Linked DNA regions of Sus scrofa: region 1 is linked to region 2. The links are chromatin contacts, called in public HiChIP or PLAC-seq maps. All regions are on one chromosome and are shown on one strand. The core of a region is the stretch at or near the end of the contact, and the rest is flanking DNA. Distances in the headings are between cores, read along the strand shown. Region 1 holds the start of TBC1D12 (TBC1 domain family member 12). Region 2 holds the start of FRA10AC1 (fragile site, folic acid type, rare, fra(10)(q23.3) or fra(10)(q24.2) candidate 1).

What was found. HiChIP or PLAC-seq counts read pairs in DNA pulled down with a chosen protein or histone mark.
Region 1: an H3K27ac HiChIP or PLAC-seq map of skeletal muscle shows a contact between it and region 2, with 4 times the contacts expected there. The contact joins the promoter of TBC1D12 here to the promoter of FRA10AC1 in region 2. A contact is called at or near these places in 1 of 47 Hi-C or Micro-C datasets (heart right ventricle) and 1 of 2 datasets of contacts at active chromatin or transcription factors (skeletal muscle).

The regions. Positions count from the first base shown.
Region 1 is chr14:105,804,485-105,811,891 of Sscrofa11.1, reverse strand. It overlaps TBC1D12 (TBC1 domain family member 12), which reads right to left and starts at 5,508. Exons shown (of 13, transcript XM_005657433.3): 1 at 5,398-5,508. The coding sequence starts at 5,429. NOC3L (NOC3 like DNA replication regulator) reads left to right here and starts at 5,584. Exons shown (of 21, transcript NM_001144115.1): 1 at 5,584-5,681; 2 at 6,674-6,881. The coding sequence starts at 5,673.
Region 2 is chr14:105,168,147-105,175,607 of Sscrofa11.1, reverse strand. It overlaps FRA10AC1 (fragile site, folic acid type, rare, fra(10)(q23.3) or fra(10)(q24.2) candidate 1), which reads left to right and starts at 5,754. Exons shown (of 15, transcript NM_001243654.1): 1 at 5,754-5,906; 2 at 6,112-6,181.

The DNA.
Region 1 (7,407 bases), core at 4,259-6,758, 640 kb before region 2:
CTTCTCTGCTCAGAATACGTCTCAGTTAAAATAGAGGCCAAGACAATGTGTCCTTGTTTTACAGAACATTGTTTGACAGAGAGCTCCTAGCAGAGTCTGGTACAGAGAGGAGAGTGTTATTGCTGCCAAAGGGACTACCAGGAACTGTACATGACTTTGTGTGTGGAATCTACTTCCCCTTCCCTAGAGATTTTGGAAAGCAATGACTAAATACAGAGTGGCTCTGAACAGCCAATGAAAGTAAAGAAAGAGGAAATGTCAGGCCTTAGAAGTTAAATTTATCAACAAAAATCTTAAATAGAAAAGAGCGTATATCACAACCCTAGGAAAATCCCTCTTTGTTTCCAGATCTATAACACCCTGATTAGAAAAAGAGCTTAAGCTATTTGATCTCTTTTAGTGAAAACCACTCCCACTGGTGGGACTGGTATCTTGCTACATTCTCCCCACCCCCGCCAGTATAGCACAGATTTGATGACACTATATTACCTAATTGTCAGATTCATGAGCTTTAAAATGGAGCCAATATTTATGTCATAAGATTATTGAGGATGAAAAGAGATAATTTAGATTTAGAGTAAAATAAAAAAGTGCTTAATAAGTGATAATTGTCTTAGGTTGGCACTCCCTGAATTGCACCCTGAGTCAAGGTGTTATGAGTTGAACTGTGTGCCCCTCAAAAAAAGATGTTAAAATTCAGAGTTCCCATTGTGGCTCAGTGGGTTAAGAACCCGACTGTTACCCATGAGGACGTGGATTCTATCCTGGCCTTGCTCAGTGGGTTAAGGATCTGGCATTGCTGCAAGCTATGGCTCAGATCTGGTGTTGCTATGGCATAGGTTGGCAGGTGCAGCTCTGATTCGACTCCTAGCATGGGAACTTCCATATGCCACACGAGTAAAATGGAAAAAAAAAAAAAAGATGTTAAAATACTAACCTCCAATACCTATGAATGTAACCTTATTTGGAAATAGGGTCTTTGCAGATGTAATCAAGCTGACATAAGGTCATCAGAGTGGGTCCTTAATCCAATATAATGAGTATTCTTACATGAGGGAAAAACAGTCACATAAAGACAAAGAGACATTAGGGAGAATGCTATCTAAAGATGGAAGCAGAGATAGGAGTGATATATTTACAAACTGTAGAATGCCATGGATTGTCAGCCATCACCTGAAACCAAGAGACACGCATGGAATAGACTTCTTCTGAGAGAGCCCTAAAAAGGAAACAACTGCACCAATGCATTTATTTCCAACTTCTAGCCTCCAGAATTGTGAGCGAATAAATTTGTTTTAAGCCACACAATTTGTGGTACTTCATTACAGCAGCCCCAGGAAACCAATACACAAGGATTTGAGGGTACAGGGTTTATCCTGAAGGAAAGACCTGGAACCACCAATGGTAGTAGAGTGGGATGACGGGTACATTACTCTGCAAGTGGGGCTCAATCTGTCTGCAGACTCCTGGAGACAATGTAGAAGATGCCTCAGGGTCATCCTGCTTCTGAGGAGTGAGGACATTGGTGTACTTATTAACATTGATATGCTAGGGTTCCATGGCTGCTATAATAAATCACCGCAAATTTGGTAGCTGAAAATAACAGACACCTACTCTCTCACAGGTCTAGAGGCCAGAAGTCCAAAATCAAAATCCGTGGAATCATTAGTCAGCAGGGCCACCCTCCCACCAGAGGCTCTAGGGGAGAATCTGTTCCCTGCCTCCACCCCCTTCTGACGGCTGCTGGCACTCCTTGACTTGTGGCTACATCACTACACCTTGTGTCTGTGGCCACAGTGCCTCCTTCTCCTCTGTCTTTGTGAAATATCTCTTTCTTATAAGAATAGAAAGCAATCAGAAGGAAATCAGTGCTTTCATTTACACCCCACCTGGACAGTCCAGTATAATCCTTCCATCTCAAGATCCTTAACTTAATCACACCTTTGGCTTCATAATGTAAAACTCACCAGTTTCAGGGCCTGATATCTTTGGAGGACAATTCAGCCTACCACAGTTGGTATATGTATTTATCCTTCTGCTTCCTTTTGCCATTGGTTTAAGGCTGCTCTCAGGAATGAAAATTCCTTGGCACTTCTGGCCTGCTCTGCAGGGGTTGAGAAAAACTCCTCAGGTAAAAACTTGCAAAGGACTTTTTTCCAGCATGTATGGAATGGGAAATGCTGAAAGAATGTCAATGGGCCAACAACATCTGCTATGTTATTATTTTATATTTTGTTATTATGTAGGTTTTTGGTTAACAACTTTAAATTGAATAATCATTAGTTATTTTAGCCTAGTTTCCTGATGACCCACAATACAAATTATTTGCACTATCTATGTGACCTTGCTTAGAAAATGCTACCCCGCCTATCTGAACTCTGTCCTTCCTATTGAGATCTACTTAAATGTACACTGCTCTGTCCTTTTCTCCAAAGCTGCTTTCATTTATCTTTTCTAGCAACTATGCAGTCTCTAATTAATCTCTATTTGGTCATGCACATTATCTTTCTCAACTATATTTTAGCACTGTCCCAGGTGGAGGCCATGACATATATACTTCTAAACTTTTTTTTTTGAAGCCACACCTGGGGCATATGGAGGTTCCCAGGCTAGGGGTCCAATCAGAGCTATAGCCTCTGGTCTATGCCACAACCACAGCAATGTGGGATCTGAGCCACATCTACACCACAGCTCATGGCAATGCCAGATTCTGGACCCACTGAGTGAGGCCAGGGATCGAACCCACATCATCATGGATACTAGTCAGATTTGTTTCCACTGAGCCACAATGGGAACTCCTACTTCTAAATTCTTGATGTTGGGATTTTGGAGACTTACATTTATAATTTGTTACCACTTAGTAATTTTTCACAAGGAAAATACTAAGCATATACTTCAAACCTATAATGTGCTTTTATGTGCTCTTAGTTTCTTCAAGGTCCTTTGTAACATAAATTATCTTGTGGCACAGGAACATCTGGAGCCTTATTGTACTATGCCTACCTAATGACAGTTTTCAAACCAGTTTGTCTTTAGAAAACAAGAAGAATTGGGATATGATGAATAGTCTAAAAAGCCCTGGCTAGTTTCCAAATATCTCTGGAACATCAAGATTCTAGCTGTGGGTAAATGAATGAAATAGAGAATGTTGGAAGAAGTACAAGCGAAAAACATAGTCTAATTTTGAACATGGTGACTTGAAGTTCCATAGTTATCTCCTGGAGATATCCTGGAGGTAGGTGGTTACACAACTGAAGCTTGAGGGAAAGGTATGGACCAGACAAAAGATTTGGGAATTTCTCTGCATTAGGTAGATGGATGATATCACCCCAGGAGAGCAAGTAGAACAAGAAGAAAAGTAGAAAAGTCTGCCAAGAGTAGAACCCTAAGAGTCACCTACCCTGAAGAGGCAGAAGGAATGGAAGAAGGAGAACCTGGGGAAAAGGCTGTTAAGGGAGCCAAGGGAGTCGAAATTCTAATGAGAGCAGAAAGAAATGCAGCAGAGATCTAGTGAGGTTAAAAAAGAAAGAAATGATGTAATTTAGGGCACACTTAAAGATGAAAAAAATCCACAACTTGGAGGTTCTTGGCAATCTTAAGGAGAGCAGTTTCAGTGGAATTCTATGCGCAGAGTGTTAAAAGGGCTCACAGCAATCTCTGTGGGTACAGTCCCTGTTTGGGGTAGCCCAGTGACCCCCTCAGCCCAAGTGTCTGGGAAAGCTTGGAAGATTGAAGAGGATCTAGAGACCAAACTGAGTTTAGCAGTAATTTGAGTGAATGGAAAATGACACAAAGCTGGGAACAACATAACTGAGAAACCACAAGATTATATTACTAGGACTCATGTAAACTTCATTTGTTAAGTCTGCATTTAAATAATAGACTGCTCAAAATTGAGATGGGAGAGACTGAGTTTGGCAACAGTTGCTTCAAAATGATCCAAAGATTTTAGTTGATTAAAAACTTAAAATGGGCCAAGAGTATGACTTAATTCTTAAAAAAGCTAACACAGGCTCGGGCTGTGATAACAGTTACAAGGAAGTGGAGACATCAGAAGAAAAATAGGTTTTTTTGGAAGTAAAGACAAGCAGGGAAAGAGGAAAATACAACAGCAATTAAAAGGAGATGGGGTATTGAAAAAAAAAGTTAAGGATGGAAGAGCTTTGAATATGTTTACCAGCCAAAAGGAAAGATCCGTCAGGGAGGGACAGAATACAGGAGAGAATGGATGATTAGTGATACAGGAGTCTGATGGAGCTGGAAGAAGTTGGTTTTGAACTGAAATGGGGATGCCTCAGCAGTGATGAGATTGGAAGGAAGGCCGACGGGATGGGAGTGACTACAGATAATTTGCTATGTGTGGGAAGGAATCCAAACACTTGGGAAGAGCACAGGCTAATGTTTTCAATTTGTTTGATGAAATAATACTCCAGTGGGACAGGTTCTGCTGTTTTCTGAGAGTGTGTGTGAAGAGAGAGCAATGGGGAAATTGGGGAAGTTGGAAGGGAAGGAAGGAAGAGTTCTGGACAAGATAGGATTCTTGGTCTTTGATGTGGGATCCAGAGACTGGCAGGTTTCTTCTCAGTCTCTTTAAGATCAACACCCACTAGGGAGCTCAGAATCTTTTGAGCCTCTGCTGGCTTTCCCTCCTGGCTCAGGACTGCTAGACCAGGCTCAGTGTCAGGGATATGCTCAAGAACCGCCCCCCCCCCTTTTTAAATTTACCTGAAGTGGAATTCTTAAATTTATTCATGAAAAAAAAGTACGTGAGAAACAATCATTTTGAAAAACATATTCTTATTCTTGTAATGCATAACTCTTCCTGCTAAAACTAATGCCTTTGGTGCAACTACTAAGCAGACAGTCGAACTTACAGAAAAGTAAGAGTTGCAAAATAATGAAATGCAGATGAATCTCACTGATACAACTCTTTTTCAGACAATGGTTAAAATGAAGGCGAAAAGAGTTTCAAAATAAATTATTAATAATCAGACTTTTGAGTGCCAGAAGGTCATGAGAAATCATTAGCCATTCCACAAACGTTGAGGGCTAGGCGAGAGTAGGGTAATACCCATGAGGAATAAGCTCTTCTCTGTCCTCACGACATCACGGAAGAAACGCTGAGTGCAAAAATTAGTATCTATAACAGAAAGATGAGGCGAGCTACATCCTCCAACAAGCTAAATATGAGGAGAGGTACAAACTGCAGGAAGGTGATTGAAAAAAGTCACGTCCTTTCGTCCTGAGAGTAGGCGCTTGATTTCATGAAGAATTTCAAGGAAATAGTGTAGGAGTCAAAGATTCAGACACTGTAAAGTAACTCCCACCACCCACCACCCACCTCCCACCTCCCACCTCCCACCTCCCACCTCCCACCTCCCACCTCCCACCTCCCACCTTTGACGATTCAGGGTTGCGGGCATGCCCATGCGCGTGCACGCCGGGGCGGATCCGGCCCAGGGCCTTTGAGGACGTCACCGCGAGAGGGCGCGCGCCCTCACCTGTCTGCGGAAGTCCCGCCTCCATTTCCGGCGGCGGAAGAGGCGGACGGCTAGCGGCAGCTTCCGGCCGACGGTGTTGCTTGTTTTGCACGTGTGTCGCCCCTTTGGAATTCCTGGATTACCTTTGCTCTTGGCGAATTTGTCTGGCCGGGATTCCGTGCAGACTTAAGGATGAAGGCTGTAAGTGTCTTTAGAAGCTCGCGGTTTAGGGCCCCTTTGGCTCACAGAGGCGCGGCTTACTGTAGCTTTTCGACGGGTTTTTGCCCTTGTGTGGGGTTTGGTGGCCTAGATTAGGGGCTTCTTTCTGACTCTTTATGCGCTGTCAGCTTCCCCGCCCATAGACCTGGCTCCTTCTTCATCGCCCACTGTGCGCTCTTGGCTGTTGGGGGCCACAGTGAGACTAGCACGGAATCTTGTATTCGCAGGATGTCACACTTGAATGGTCCTTCGAGACTATCTTTGGAACATGTTATTTTACAGATGGCAAGCGAGGTCCTGTCTTCAATGAGCTTATGTGTCGTGGGACCTGAGATAAGACCCCCGGCCCCCCTTTTCCCCGTAAAGGGTAAGGGAATAGGAAGCAAGTGAATTTTGATACAATGACCTTCAAGAAAGTTGTGATCCGCATACCGAAGCTCAGTTTTGCTTTCCTTAGTTTAAAGGTCTTTGACAAGTCTCCTAATCTCTTTAAGACGTAGCTTCATCAAAATACGAGGAAAACAGCAATCATTACTTAATTAGGCTGTTGGGGGTAATATGTTAGAGCACTTTGTGAACAGTAAAGTGATATGTAAATGGCAGTTGTTATTGCTAAAGACACCTGGCATTTTGCTCTTAATATGCCAAACTACAGATGTTCAGCTATCCTTGAGTAACCCTTTACCACTAGCTCAGTGGTTCTTCACCTTTTTTGGAGTCTTAGACTCTTTTGAGCAGCTGTGGATTCTGGTCACAGGAAGAACCTGCAGCTGAATAACTGACGATCTAGTGCCATTCTGTAGGATTAATGCCACAGTTTGGTTTTAGCTCTTATATGCAAGGCCTATGGCTGGGAGATGTTAAAATTGTGGAATTGGTCTAATGAAATTTAAAATCAATTCTCTTTAATCTGATTTTTAAAATAAAGTAATTTAAATTTCTGCATATACAGTGGTCCTTTTGTTTTTTTCTAGAGACGAAATAAAAAACAGGTCCCAAGCTTTCGGAAATTGCTAAAAACTAGTAAAGTCAAGCTTGAAAACAAACTAAAAAACAAACAACTTAAACAACAAAGCACTCAGAAGAAATACCGAAAAGAACAGAGGAAACTAAGGCAAGCTGTAAAAGATGCTGTGTCTAAGAAACCTATTCCATTGGAGGACCCAAAGAAAAAACATCGAGGTAATTGGGAAGCATTCCCATGCTCCCATTTCCATTGATTTATTCTGAAGTGTTCTTCATGGAATACATTTGCTTTCTAGTAATCACTCTTCTTGTTCTCAGGTCTTCCTAAAAGTAGGTACAGATCATAGTTTTGTATAATTGATCATAATCAGAATGAAAAAACATTTCAGTACAGTATCCACAGTGAGAAAGAGCTAGCCTCTGCTTTTAGTTTGTCTAGAAAGCAGATCTGAAGATACAATACATACTTGGGGAAAACAAACTCAGAGTAGCCATGTACTACTGTTGGGGAGCATGCCAGCTCTGCCCCTTTCCCATTCACTGACAGTTAGCTAAGGTAAGAATGGGGTGTTCTTCACAGTGTTGCCAGGTTTCACTTGGAAACTTGCGGGGAAATTGAGCTGTACTCCTCAGGGTCATTCTTTTGTAAACCTATTCAGAAACTCCCAAGTACTCAAAACAGGTAAGGAATATGATCATGTTGAGTCAGACCAGTGTTTCTCCCATGTTACTGGTACTTTCA
Region 2 (7,461 bases), core at 4,505-7,004:
TGTATGCGTCCTACACTAAGGAACAAAATTCCTGACAATAAAGTATCTCATTGAGGAGCTTCTATTCATGGATGTCAGTGTTACTTTGGGTGCTGTAGTTTTTATGCAGCCAAAGTAAGGAAGCACATGAGCCTTCCGTCTCCCGTTTACAACTGTTCCTCTGAACCTATTCAGTTATTTATGTTACCTCTGTGTGTTAAAGTATTTCCACTTCCTACAACCAATTATCACCTTCAGTACCAAGACAACTAAAGAGGTTTTACTTTCAGAGAATAGGTTAATTAAGGCATCATTTAGCTAAAATTGCTTACTATTAAGGTCTAATTGCCTGACCACATAATTATGATGATGTATATCCTTCAATACGTTACAGACCTGCTTCACTGGATGTTTTACTTGACTATGTAATGCACTCTCTATTCAATCAGTTTGTGTTCACGCATTTGTGTGAAATCATGTGACATGTATTCTCATGAACCCCTGTATATACATAATTAAATTTGACTTTGTTCTGGTAATCTTTTTCACGTCAGTTTAATTCTTAGGCCAGTGAGAAGAACCTGGAGGGTTAGAAAAAAATTTCCTTCCTTCGATCACAGTCTTGACCTGGGTTGGGGGCAGTGGATTATGTCTTTTCCATGATTATAGGCCCAGGCCTAACCAGTCCTTGAAGAAGGATCCAGGGATACAGCCATCAACCTTCATTATTATAATGAGTCTTTCCACTTTGCACGTTCCTGAGTGAGGCATGAAATCTTGATACCCACAGATATTATATGACAAAAAATAAGTGTATCTGTTTTCCAGTGACATTCAGTGTTCCTGACCTCTGCTTCTAAGTTCATTGACCAGGTAAGTGTCTTCTTATCTCTTAATCACAAGGCTCCTTATCCACCACTACCTCAGTATGGGGTATTACAGACATCCTGTCTCAGTTCTTGCCTCCTGGGAACAGGCCTAAAAATGACAATCAGTTCACTTGGCTAACTGGTATATTGCTGTCTCTCCACTTTGTGTTCCAACATCTATCCAGCCACAGTATTCGTGCTCTGACAGCTTCCTTCAGGCACTTACATAAGCAAATGACTGACCTTTGACTAGATTGCAAAAGATAACTATTGGATTGTGTCTCTGTCGAAGGGCTGAGCTTTATTACAGAGGTTGTAGAGCTGCCTTCTGTCAGATCCTGGATTATAAATGTACAGGAAGTACAAGCTGACCATGCCAAGTGTTCAAGACCTGGGAGCTTTCAGTCCTTTGGGTGCTGACCAGAGTCTTTCTCAGCACTTGCAGGGCCCCCTTCTGCCTCCATCTCTGTGCCCACAGGAAATTTGTCTTTGACAATGTAAGCATTTATGTGGCATGAATTCTGAGACCCCGGGAAACCCCACCTATCTACTCCCTAAACTGTTCTGTCATGCCTGAAATTGCTTTAATTGCAGCGTTTCCATTTGCCAATTAGAGTCAAAGTTTTAACATCCTCTCAGAACAGTTAAATTTTGTAAAGGTAAATTTTTTATTGTGGTCTGATATACCTGCATGAAAGTACATACATTATAGGTGGAAATGAACTACTCATGTAGAGAACGCCAGAATCAAGAAATAGAATATTATCATTTCCCCAGAAGCGCCCACCTGCCTCTGCCTTATGCCCTCTTCCAATCACTTCCCATATATCCACCAGGGAAATCATTATAGGAATGGGATTGAGTCATATGCATTCTTTGGCATAAACAGTGCTTCATTTGTTCAGCATTACATGTATGAGATTCATTTAGGCTGCCGAATATAGTTGTAGTTTGTTTTATTGCTGTATGATATTCCACTGTGTGAATAAACCACCATTTATTTAACTATGCTGATGTTGCTAAACATTTGGGTTGCTTAGTTTTTGACTGACAAATAGTGCTATTATTTATATCTAGGGCTTTCTAATTAAGGTCTTTTGATGAACTTATTACACTTTTCTGTTGAAAGAACACTGAGGAATGAAATATATCAGACACAGGGTATGTACGTTTAGCTTTAGTAGGTACTATTGAACACCTTTTCCAAGGTGATTGTACCCTTTTATCCTCCCACCAGCAGTATATACAAGTTATAGTTCTGCCACATCTTCATCAGTACTAGATCAGTCTTCTCCCATTAGCCATTCTCATAGGTGTGTAATGGTGTGCATTGTACTCTTCATTTGCATTTCTCTGATAACTCTGATAATGAAGATGAGCACATATTTATGTGCCCTTTGGGCATCCTTTTTTGTGAGTTGTTTGTTCAAGTCTTTTTTTCTTTTCTTTCTTTTTTTTTTTTTTTGGCTTTTTGTCTTTTTGCCATTTCTTGGGCCACTCTGGCGGCATATGGAGGTTCCAAGGCTAGGGGTCGAATCGGAACTGTAGCCACCAGCCTACAAACGCAGAATCTGAACAGCGACTGCAACCTACACCACAGCTCATGGCAACGCTGGATCCTTAACCCACTGAGCAAGGCCAGGGATTGAACCCTCAACCTCATGGTTCCTAGTCGGATTCATTAACTACTGAGCCAGGACAGGAACTCCTGATTTTTCTATTGGGTTTCTGCCTTTTACCTAGTTCTTCATATAATCTGATAATTCATTGAATATTCTACTGCAATATTTTCTCTCTGTGACTTAATTTTTCGTTTTTTAATAGTCTTTTAAATGAGCAGAAGTCCTTAATTTATCTTTTTCCTTTATGTTTAGCCTTTTGTGTGTCCTAGCTAAGAAAATTTCTCCTGCCCTAAGGAAGAGATCATGGAATATCACAAAGAGGTTTTCCAGTGTTTTCTCTGAAATTGACTTTTGTGTATGGTATGAATCAAGGTAGGAATCAGCATTTTTTTTTAGCCGTAATATTCAATTGACCCAGAACTATTTATTGAAAATTCCATTCTTAAAGCTATGCCATTAATCATGGGATTATATATGTGTAAATCTGTTTCTAGGCCATACTCAAGAAGCAGTTAATTGTTAATCACAAGAAAGAATTTCCTCAATAAATGCTACTTTTCTCAAGTAATATTATGTACTTATTATGAATTAGGCATCATGCTAAGTATTTTAGCTACATTACATTTAAACCTCGTAACTTGCTGTGAGCTAGGTACTATTATTTATTATCTCCATTTTATGGGTGAGGAAATTAAGATCACAAATTAAAAACCTGCCCAAGATCTCCTAGCTAGTAAGTGGCAGAAACCTGACTTGTCTGTGGGTCTGGCTGACTTTGGAGTTCTTTATTATACTGTTTCCCAGAGCAGTGTATGTGTGTGTGTGTGTGTCTGTCTGTCTGTCTGTCTGTCTGTCTAGGGAAGGCCAACAAGGGTGTGTGTGTGGGAGGAGGGTTATGGAGATAAGTGTGGACCAAGTTTCCTCCCCCCCACCACATACCTGTCATAGTATTTTTTTGCTTTGAGTTGCACAGCATTGTTATCCATGGAAATTTTTATTGATTTTTTTTTTCTTTTTTGGCTGCCCCACAGCCTAGGGAGTTCCTGGGCTAGGATCAGATCTGAACCACAGTTGCCACCTGTGCCACACTTGTGGCAATGCTGGATCCTTTAAACACTGTACCGGGCTGAGGATTGAACCTGAGTCCTGGTGCTGCAGGGATGCTGCCAATTCCATTGTACCATGGTGGGAAATCCAGGGTTTTTTTTTTTTAATTTTTGTTAAAATAACACATTTTACAGATTGGCCATCTATGATAGAATATATTGTTATTATTCTATATAATCTTTCTTTATTACTAGTCAACCTTTGAGAGTAAAGGGTGACATTTACATATCTGTAACCCTGATACTAGGACAGTGCTCTGTCCAGAGTAGGCACTTAATAACGATTTGCTTTTTTATAGTTGTTGAGCTATAATTATAACTTGAGAATTCCTAGTCAGGTAAGTTTTCATAGTGTATTAATTGTTTTTTAGTTCAAATCATATAATCTATCCTTAATATATATTTTCTCTCTTTCAATAACTGCTGCCTCAAAGGAAGACATGCAAATCTTTGGCTGAATGATCTGGTAGCAACAGATATGAAATTCTTAAATATTAGAACCAGAAGCTATTTCTTGCACAATTAATGAGTTGAAAAGAAGAGGAGAGAAAAAAAGACAAAATTTGACAGAGAAAGAGAGGCAAAGACAGAGACAGACAGAGAAACAAGTCTGTAGGTCTTGTAGAGAAACCAGTACTCCCAGTTCTAGACCCTCACTAGGGCTGTGGCTCTGGATTCTGTGATTCTATTTCTTATGTGCAAAATGGGGCTAACAATGCAGTCATGCAGCACAGGCTTGCTGTAAGAGTAAAATAAAGCAGCAGATAAAAATATATTAAGAATGGTAGGAAAATGCTATTAAAGCTCAAATACTAGCAGAAAGTAAATTAAATACCAGATACAGGTGTGTTTGGTTCTTTAATAATAAACAAAAGAGCTAAATAGATATTTTAGATATTTACTAAAAAAGGAACTGCTTGACAAAATAATTTAATACAGTATAATGTAAAATCATGAGGCTTCCTAATGCTTTTCATTTTTTTGGCCCCGCCCACAGCACGTGGAAGTTCCCCAGACTGGGGATGGAACCCACACCACAGCAGCAACCTGAGCTGCTGCAGCGACAAAGGGGGATGCTTACACCACTTACCACAAGGGAACTCCACTTTAAATATTTTAATAAACGTTTTTATTGAAATATAATCCGATTGTATTTTGGAATAATTGTATTTAAGTTTAACGTAAAGATTTTTAAGATCGCATTCACTGCACTGGGTAAAGTAGGATATAGCTGTACTTTACTGCCAGGGATAAAAACGTGCGTTGAACTGAGAGATATTGTTATCTACAATATCTAGTAGTGAAAAAGATGTAAAATGATGTGTAGATTACATGCCAAGGTTTTCTCTAAAATAAGCCCGCTGTGAAAGTCAGTGGCACGCCTGTTCAATTCAACAAACATTTAATTAGTGCGTATGGTTTGCAAGGAACCGTGTTGGGTACTGAGGAGGAAGCCAAGATAAACAGCATCAGCTGGAGGGAGACAAGACAGGACCCCAGTAACTAGGCTGCAAAGCAGAATAGAAAACGTAAAACATAGGAGAACCTGGTGGAGCTTAAAAATAAACTTTTCCTGCCTGCATTTCCTTTTTTTTTTTTTTTTCCCCTTCTTTCTTTTTTGTCTTTAGTAACTATTTTGGATCCCTGTTCACCTGTGCCAAGTCATTTGTGGGCAGAGAATTCGCGACTCGGCGAAATCGCCGCTCTTCTGTCTTCTTCCTTTCTTCACATATTCGATGAGCTCCTCTGCCACCAGCACCGCATTTGGAATAGCATCTATTGTGTGGGTGGTGAAGCGATGGAAAGCTATTTTTGTTCTAATTATGAGAACTGGTTTATTGGGAGAAGGGGGAGGAGAGGCAGATCAGAGATGGAGATGCTGAGGGAGGAGGCGTTACTAAGGTTACTAGAAAGAGGATGGCAGGTGATATGCAGGCAGAGTTTCTTCTAAAACAAAACAAAATTCCAAACTAGGGGCGTGGGTTTAGTGTGAGCAGTGCCACACGGTATTAGATGCTGTGCTCCTGAGATGGAAATGGAAGGATGCTGCCTCCGCCTTCCCCCTGCCCCCGGTCCTGTTCTTCCGCTGCTTTTGTTTCCCGGGACTGTTATCTCTGTAGCACAAGGTTGGCGCGCCTGAGAACGGTGTCATTTAAGTGAGACGCGTGGCCGAACCAGACCGGAAGTAGCGCCCAGTCGGGACCCGTAGGGAGAGGCAGAGAGCCGGTGGTGGCGGCAGCGGCCGCTCAAGCTGTGACTGTGGTGGCGGCTTGTGGCGAGGCTGCGTGGCAGCGGCGACCAGGCTGGTGCAGCAGCGGCTCGCTCAGACTGTGGGTCGCTGTTGCAAACCACGATTTTGTGGGCCCACTTGGCAGAGCTGGGAGGAGGGGAAGGGGTGTGTGAGAAGGGCGGTGAGTGTATTTGGAGTCGGAAAGAAGGGCAGCGAAAGTTGTGTCTCTTATGCTACTAGTTGATTATCTTTCTCTTTCCTTTTCTTTTAAAAAATTTTTATTTTTTAATGTATTTTTATGGCAGATTCTGGAGACACCCGGCGTCTCTCTTCTCGAATTTCTCTCGGCCCTTGTAGGTGGATTCGTAGCCTGAAGTGAGTGAGAACTTTTTATTGCAACCACTGAGTTCAGATGGGTATGGGAAAGGTGAGCGAAAAGGAAGACAGGGGTAGTAAGGGTAGGAGGTGGTGTCATAGGATGAGGGAACAAGCTGATGATAGCAATAGTAGTTAACCTTTGACAGGGTTTTACTGTACCAGATACTGTTCTAAAACCCTTTATATGTGGTAACTCAAGTAATGCGCCGGCCTCTGAAAGTGGAACTCTATTAGCCTCACTTTATAGATGGGGAAACAGGCTCCCAGAACTTAAGGAGCATGCCTAAAGAATACTTGAAAAGTGCAGAGCCAAGATTTGCATTCTGGCAGGCTGATCCCAGAACATCTTTCTAAGCTCCCCACAATGGTTGTCTTCCATCAAGATGTGAGGAAAGTGGGAGACGTGGGACAAGGCGTGAGAGGATGTTATGGTTTTAACAGGTATGATGAAACAGCTGAAGCAAGTTGACATGGCAAAAGGTATGAGATCCAGGTGTGTCATTACTGTGGCCTAAACCTTCGCCTCTGACTTTGGCTAGGGCCTTTCTAGAATTCTGTGGGACAGGGAGGAGACATACACACTCATATACTTTTTAAAAATTTCCATGTTGAAAATGGAATTATAAAGATCACAGACTCAATAGGATGTAAGGATAGTTTAATTTAGCACATAAAGCCCAAAGAATGAAGTAATTTATTCAAGGTAGCTAAGACTAGAAACATATCTCTTCTCTTAGGTCCAGTGCAGTGAAATTTAGGGGTTTATTTCCTATTCATGCTGTACTTACTCTAGTGAATATTAGAGTTTAAAAAGTTTGATCTATCATTTGACCAGGATTGGTTCCTTGTAGTCATATGAATTAGGGATTTATGACAAGTAGTCAAATAATCCCATTAATGTGTGTCCCAAATTCAATGTAATACTGAAAGCAGGTGCTGCTTCTAACACAAGTCAGGGACGATTGAGATCTTTCAGTATTTCTAATAATTTTGATTTAAAAGTGAATTGAAACAAGTTAAAGTTGTCTAGAACAAAGGGCAAGGTGTCTTACCTTGAAGAAACTAGGTTTACAAGAAAAAGGAAATCTCTACACATATGGAAAGAGAATAGGAAAATCTTTGTCAATTGATTGTCCTACTCACAAATCCAATAAGTCTAATGGAATATGGTAATCAAAATGTTAACATGTTCCAGAGGCATTTTGTAGTAGTTGAGATCATTGAGCTTAAGATTCAAGTAGATTGGCCTGATGTAATTATAGAGGGGGAAACAAGCT